Regions from separate parts of the Mus musculus genome. Here region 2 is linked to region 1. The links are chromatin contacts, called in public promoter capture Hi-C maps. All regions are on one chromosome and are shown on one strand. The core of a region is the stretch at or near the end of the contact, and the rest is flanking DNA. Distances in the headings are between cores, read along the strand shown. Region 1 holds the start of Psma3 (proteasome subunit alpha 3). Region 2 overlaps 9630002D21Rik (a long non-coding RNA gene).

The links. Promoter capture Hi-C pulls out the DNA fragments that hold promoters and counts their contacts.
Region 2: a contact with region 1 is called in a promoter capture Hi-C map of liver, with 4 times the contacts expected there. The contact joins the enhancer-like site here to the promoter of Psma3 in region 1. A contact is called at or near these places in 1 of 39 promoter capture datasets (liver), 1 of 15 datasets of contacts at CTCF or cohesin (embryonic stem cells), 1 of 484 Hi-C or Micro-C datasets (the G1E-ER4 cell line) and 3 of 115 datasets of contacts at active chromatin or transcription factors (embryonic forebrain, embryonic stem cells and extraembryonic endoderm stem cells).

What each region holds. Positions count from the first base shown.
Region 1 is chr12:70,972,751-70,976,372 of GRCm38.p6, forward strand. Psma3 (proteasome subunit alpha 3) reads left to right here and starts at 1,873. Exons shown (of 11, transcript NM_011184.5): 1 at 1,873-2,017. The coding sequence starts at 1,997.
Region 2 is chr12:71,717,226-71,720,531 of GRCm38.p6, forward strand. 9630002D21Rik (a long non-coding RNA gene) reads left to right here. Exons shown (of 3, transcript XR_872814.1): 3 at 1-1,364. Among named protein-coding and RNA genes, the nearest start is that of Gm46356, 89 kb to the left of the region's middle. Within about 2 kb of position 1,861, at least 10 of the 459 cell types and tissues checked have an H3K27ac peak or open chromatin away from gene starts, as enhancers often do. A contact at or near this core is called in liver, where this site is marked.

The DNA.
Region 1 (3,622 bases), core at 623-3,122:
TGTGCTGCCTAACCTGGGTGCTGTGACTCAAACACAGGTCCTCCAGAGGAGCAGCCCATGCTTTTAATTGCTGGGGCATCTATCCAGTCTCAGCATTAACATCTCCTAAGAATACAAAGATTGTAAACGCTGAGGTTGATGGCATGGCTCAAGGGTTAAGAGCAAAGAAACTCACAGCCACTTGTAACTCCAGTTCCAGGAGATTCAAAGTCACCCTCTGTTCTCTGTGGTCACCTGTTCTCACGTGCACACTTCCTCCCCTCAAACATGTAAAAATAATAAAAATACTACTACTAAGCAACCCTTTTTCCACACTCGGAGGGAGGCTGAAACACAACGAATGAAATGTGTGCTGTTGGTTTTTCTTTTCTTTTTCCTTTTTTTTCTTATGAAAGACATTACCTAGGCTTGGAGTGATAAACCAGGGTTGTAATTCCATCTTTAGGTAGAGGCTGAAAGATTAGGAGTTCAGTGCCATCTTTGGCCAGCCTAAGATACTTGAGACTGCTTCAACAAAACAACGAACCAAAATAAAGTTGATTGATAGTGGGTTTTTAAAAATGTGTTTTTATTGATGTTTGTTTTGTTTTCTTTTTAGACAGGGCTCTTATATTGCAAGCTGGCCTCCCGTCCCTGCCTTCTGCATCACCCTGCTGGAAAATATTTTCTAGCTATATAAAATAAAAGTCTCCAGATATTTATTTATTTTGTTTTTTTGAGACAGGGTTTTTCTGTATAGCCCTGGCTGTCCTGGAACTCACTTTGTAGACCAGATTGACCTCGAACTCAGAAATCCGCCTGCCTCTGCCTCCCGAGTACTGGGATTAAAGGCGTGTGCCACCACGCTCGGCTCAGATATATTTTTTTAAATAAAAATATTTCTAACGTTGTATTTACAATTGGGATTTAAAATCCACCCACCACTAGGTCAGGTTCCATGCCCACTCCTTTGATTTATCTGTTGCCCTCCCTCCACTTAATACTTAAGATCATAACCTGATAGTTGTTAGAATGAGCCGAGCAACTGGAGTCCCCCAAGCCACCTTAGCCTTTCCTAACGCTAAGTCTCATAATCTTCCTAGTAGGAATGAAGATATTCTAAAGAAGCTCTTGTGCTCCTCTTTTTGATAAGACTCCAAGAAACTGGAACTTCTCCAGGAATTACATGCTGGGTGAAAGAAGGCTGAAGCCTGCCTGGTTCCAGCCAGAGGGACAGCTTTCTCTCACACATAGATTTCACACCACCTTGCAGGAGAGGCTAAAGTTGAAACCATGATGGAAAAGGTATCACACCTTGACCGAGGCTGCTTAGTTATGCACAGCAGTTGAACCAAACGTCATGTTCGGACTCTGATGATGAACTTGGTCGGAGGATGGGGGGGTCAATTGCCTCCTTTTGTTCCTTTTCCTTTTTTTTTTTTTTTTTTTTTTTTTTTTTTGGTGTTTTTGAGACAGGGTTTCTCTGTGTAGTCCTGGCTGTCCTGGAACTCACTTTGTAGACCAGGCTGGCCTCGAACTCAGAAATCCGCCTGCCTCTGCCTCCCGAGTGCTGGGATTAAAGGCATGCGCCACCACGCCCGGCTTTGTTCCTTTTCCTAAGGTGGGTTTTTCCTTCCCCGACTTTTAAGAATTCCTGTCTGTGTGGGCTACAGAGGACAGGTGCCCAAGCCTGTCCTCCTTAGGATTATTAGCTACTTAGGACTATTAGGAACTAGGCTCTGACCTTAGCTCTTCCAATACCAGTTTCAGTTGACACAGTAGCAACTTCTCCAGGGAACCGCCTCTATGGTTTCTGCGCACGCGCGCTCTCTGCTTTTTTTTTTTTTTTTTTTTCCCCCTACAGTTTTCGTCCCAGCCCACGGAACAAGCCGCAAGAGGAAAGGCTATTGGTGGAGAGCGCAGCCAATGGGCGAGCCTGTTACTAGCCTGCGCCGTGTGCGGCGTAGGAGCGGCGCTTGAGGCCTGGAAGCGTTCCGCGGCCTGCCGGGTCAGCACCATGAGCTCCATCGGCACTGGGGTGAGTCTCTCCGCGCCGTCTCTTCCAGTTCGGGGTTGAAGGCAGTGAGGAAGCCCGGCTGCGGCTCGGAGGGCCGCTGGATCCCCGGCGCTGCCCGAGTCCTGGGGACCCGCGGCCTCTGTCTCGGTGACCCCGGCTCCCGCGGCGGTTCGGGCCGGTCCTGTCCGCCCCCGTGCAGCGACAGCCCCGGGTGCTGAGTCACTTTAGTCTCATGCTTAAGGAAACTGAAAGTGGAGACTCGCGGGCCTGCCGCAGTGCGAGCTCCCCGGCTCGACCCTCGAACGGCCCCTTGCAAGCCCCTGCTGGTCGCAATGCCTCGGCCGGATCGCCGAGTGCGTCGTGCGGCCGCCGCCGGCCCATGCAGGTGCTGCGGAGCTGTGTGCTGCGGTGCTGCTGACTCACAGGCCTGCCCGGGCTTCCCGGACGGAACCTAGTTAGTGGACGTTCCCTGGAAACGGGACACCACCTAGAAGAAAGGCTGGATCTCATGAGTCCTTGCCTTTCCTTTGCGTTCTGCTTTTCGCGAACAAGCTATTTTAAGCGAGTCTGTAAGCATTTAAAGGGTTATCTATGGGCCTAAGCGCCTCCGATTTGTAAGGAGTATTGAGGATTTGCGAGCTGGACTTTAATTTGTTGGGGCTAAATACACCCAGTGTGTGCAGCGATTTACCCCACCTTTCCTTTGTCTCCATATAGAACTACTTAACAGTCTCGATTATTTGCAGTAGAGGTAATGAATGAATAATGCGTTTCTTGGTTATCCTTGTTTCCCCCATTATTTTGATGCTCACCAAGTGTGGTGCACCCCTTTAATCCTAGCACTTGGGAGGTAGAGGTAGGAGGATCTCTGAGTTCGAGGCCAGCCTGGTCTACTTAATGAGTTCCAGGACAGCCAGGACTATGTAAAGAGACCCTGTCTTTAAAACAAAACACGCGCGCGCGCACACACACACACACACACACACACACAAACAAAATAAGATTTGCTGCTCAGAATTAAACTCGCATACTGTGTTCTTATGCTTAGAATTAAGTGGTTACAAGATATTAATACTATGTAATACTTTTGGGATAAGTGCTCAATAATATGTCTCAGCAAATTGGCTTTGCAGTTGTAGTAATGTTATCCTCTGTCAGTGGTCAATCCATGTGGAATATTTTAATATGAAAGTAACCCTGAGTTTTAGGAAGTTTCACGGTTGAAGGCTTGTTTTCTGGCTGTCTTCTAAGAATTGTAAATACCAGTATTTGTCAGTCATTTTGGGCCATTTGGTTTTCTTTTTTTTAACCCCTACTGCTGGGCAGTTGGGAAGGCCAGCCGAGGGCCTCAAGAGCTAGTAGGCAAGCACTGAGCCCCAAATCCTATATTCAATTAAAGAAAATAGTGAGTGTGTGTGTGTGTGTGTGTGTGTTTGTAGGGGGTGGGGTTGAGATAGAGCCATACTGGCCTAGAACTCTGCATCTTTCTGTGTCAGCCTCATGAGTGCTGGGACCCATCCGTATTGCTTAGATATGCAGCAAGAAAGGATTATTATTTAATTTTGAATTCTGTATGGACAATCTTCCGTTGTCTTCAGCTTAATGAACATTTCAATTCTGGTTGTT
Region 2 (3,306 bases), core at 611-3,110, 740 kb after region 1:
TGGTAGAAGGAAAAAGTTGACTCCCACAAGTTTCCCTCCAACTTCTGCATGCACACAATAACAGCACATGTGTGCACAGGCACAAATCTTCACAGAGACAATAGCAGCACATGTGTGCACAGGCACACATGTCTTTACACAATGCCCACATGTCTTCATACACAGTAGTTAAATACATAAATACATAAGTGTAATAACAATTTTAATGAAATAAAATACTGCTGGCTCTGTGGCTTTTGGTGCTAAGTTTCTTCTCTGAATAGACTTATCTGTCACATAGCCAACAATGATGTTTAAGCTGATGAATTCCTTGTGCATCTGTCTCTATGTAGATGAAGATCACTGCTAGCACTGAAGATGAGAAGCCCAGGTCCCAAGAAGAATAGAAACATATAAATCTTAATTTATTCCTAAAAAGAAATTAAAGGAAAGGCTCAAGGCAGGAGAAAAGAGGGGAAGTGGAGGAAGGGAAGGACAGAGGGATGGAGGGAGGGGTCAATAGTCTCCAGAGAGCATGGGGATGTTGTCCACTAAAGTGACCTTCACCCTTTATACAAACCCTCCACCCACAGCTTGTGTGGTGGCTCCTTCCACTCTCTAACAGTTATTTCCTGGGTTTTTCAGCTGAAGCACCTCTTCCTGTAGCTGACCCACTATTTCATATCTCAGTCTTCAAGCATTTAGTCACATCTCATACTTGAAGTGTGCCCATCTGTCTTGTCTTCACTATGTCTGAAGCTAGAATGTTCTGTTCCATTATCTACTCCCTCCCACCCTTAATCGTGAGTCCAGCTGTCTGTCTGAAACAACGCAGCAAGAAGTCGAGGATACCAATTGGTAAGCCGATCATCTTCAGCCCAGGGACATTCTGATACCTCCAGTTACAAGAGGAAATATGTGTGTTTCCTTTCTAAGAGCTGAAGGTTCCGTTCATAACTCTATGTTTTATTAACCAATTGCTTTTAATTATTTATTAACCAAACGCATTTAATGGTACAATCCATGTTTTCACTATGTAATATACTAGCTCAGCATTCATTCATTTATTATTCATTTATTATTTATTTAACTAGTGCGTGCGTGGAGACGTGTGTGCACGTGAGCATGTGCTGCAACTTAAGTGCGTGTCCACTTTAGTATCATGGGAGAGGTTAATGCTACAACAGAAAAAAGGATAGCAGAGAATTTGTCCACGGAGAATGAATGCCGCTGTATAGGATGTGGGGGTGGAGATGGCTAGATTAATAAAGCAATATTAGAAGTAACCTGGTCTTGGCTGTTCTCTATAGTACCTCATTGTAGTCTCCCCTCCCCCAGCCTGAAACCTGCTTGCTCTGGGGTGGAGCTTCCTGCTCATTCGTTCTGCCACACCCACTGCTGGAACCTGCCGCCTTGCTTTTCCGAAGCCATCACGTGCTCACCCTGCTACTGGACTCCGAGATTATTTGGCGGGAATCAGGTCCCCTCCCCCTTCCTTCATAACTGAGTGTTGCAACAGTAAAAATTGAGCTTTGATCAGAGTGACTTTTGACTTGGCTTCGTTCTTTCTTCCGCCCGTCTAGTTCTTCTCTTTCAGCCCGAGTTGCCATCTCAGTTGAACCGTTGGTTGCGAGCTGCGGGCTGGCCGCAACACCTCATAAAAGACAGACGTTATGTCAAGGGCTTTTGATATAGGCTGTAGCTATTTAAACGGGCATCATGGTTGAGTATGCTTTGTACACTCCATTCCCAGCCTGTACTACTATTTTGAAGACTGTGGAACTATTAGGAGATGTGGCCTGGAAGGTAGCTATAGGCTGTACCCACTGTACAACACTGAGAAGGGTTGTACTCACTGCTGGCTCTGACCGACCTCTTTCTGCTTCCTTGTTTACTGTAACGTGAGCAAGCCTATCACGCAGGCGCGCTGCCACAGCCTGAGGCATGACCCTGCAACAGTGAACCGAAATCTTCCTGAAGCATTGGCCAAAGTCTGTCTGTCAGATATTTTGCAAAAATGATCAATTCAAAGAAGTATTACATAAACACCTCATCAAATGATAGTGCTTATATAATGTGCCTGTTACAATTATTATGCTGGGCTACAGGATTTTCAGCAGTTTCTAAATTTCATGTGTTATATAGCTGGTGTTTAAGCAACCTTAGTAAGAAAAAAGCTTTAGCCTAGAAAGTCTAAATTATTGTAAGGGTTTTTGTATTTGAAAATTGCTTCAAGTATAAAAGTTTTATGAGCTTTGCTACAGCTCCAGAATTTTAAAAACAGAGACTTATGACCACGTGTTCCAACCAACTACCGACAAACGCACACGTAGGCAGATCAAGATTTGGTGAATGGAGAACTGATATTTAGTATATATTTTTGAACTTATAAGAAACTTTTAGAATAATGAGAAATTTATGTGGGTATTTTCATTTCTGTGTTAACAATTTTTTGTTTGACTTTGTGAGGCGGTGGCAACTCCTGACCATTCTATGTCTCTGATATGGTTTTCTTGGGCTTTTATGCTATCTAGTTCACTGACAGGACCCTGTGTGGGGACAGTGCATACTTCTAAAGTCTGTGATAACACACACGACTGTGACCCTGTGAATGCTTTGAAAGACAGTCTCCTCGAGATCTTGTCTCCGAAACCTCTTTGACAGTTGCTGATGTCTACAGACAGCAGACTGGTCTTGTAAGATCACTTTCCAGCCAGTGAGGATACAGAAGTGTCCTGTCTCAGTCACCAGCTTCCACTGGGAAAGTCATTACCAAATGCAACCTGGTCCACAAGACTCACTAAAGACCCACTTCCCGGTGGCAGGAAGAAAAGGAATGTGCTCCTGCATAATCTCTTCCTGGGCCGCTCAGCCTTGTCATCTCTGCCTCACTTGGCCCACTATGTGCTAATAGTTTTCAAACAGCTCCTTCGAATCTTTTTTTTTTTTTTTTTTTTTTTTTTGGTTTTACGAGACAGGGTTTCTCTGTGTAGCCCTGGCTGTCCTGGAACTCACTCTGTAGACCAGGCTGGCCTCGAGCTCCTTCTAATCTTATATACTGGAGGAAATTTCTATAATCTGTGCCTATAAGTAATTTCTTGCCCGTAACAGTGTCAAGTGTACTGTGAGATAAAAGGGCACAGAAGCTGGGATGAGAAGACTTGAGCCCTAAAACTTTTCACCTAGAAACCTTAGGTGTTCTACTTTCTTAAACTTAACTATTAGGGTGACTCGGAGAAGCAAATAAAATGCTTCTCAAACTGCATTTAAATATATATATACACGCACACACACACACACATATATATGTAACATCCAGATTTTCCA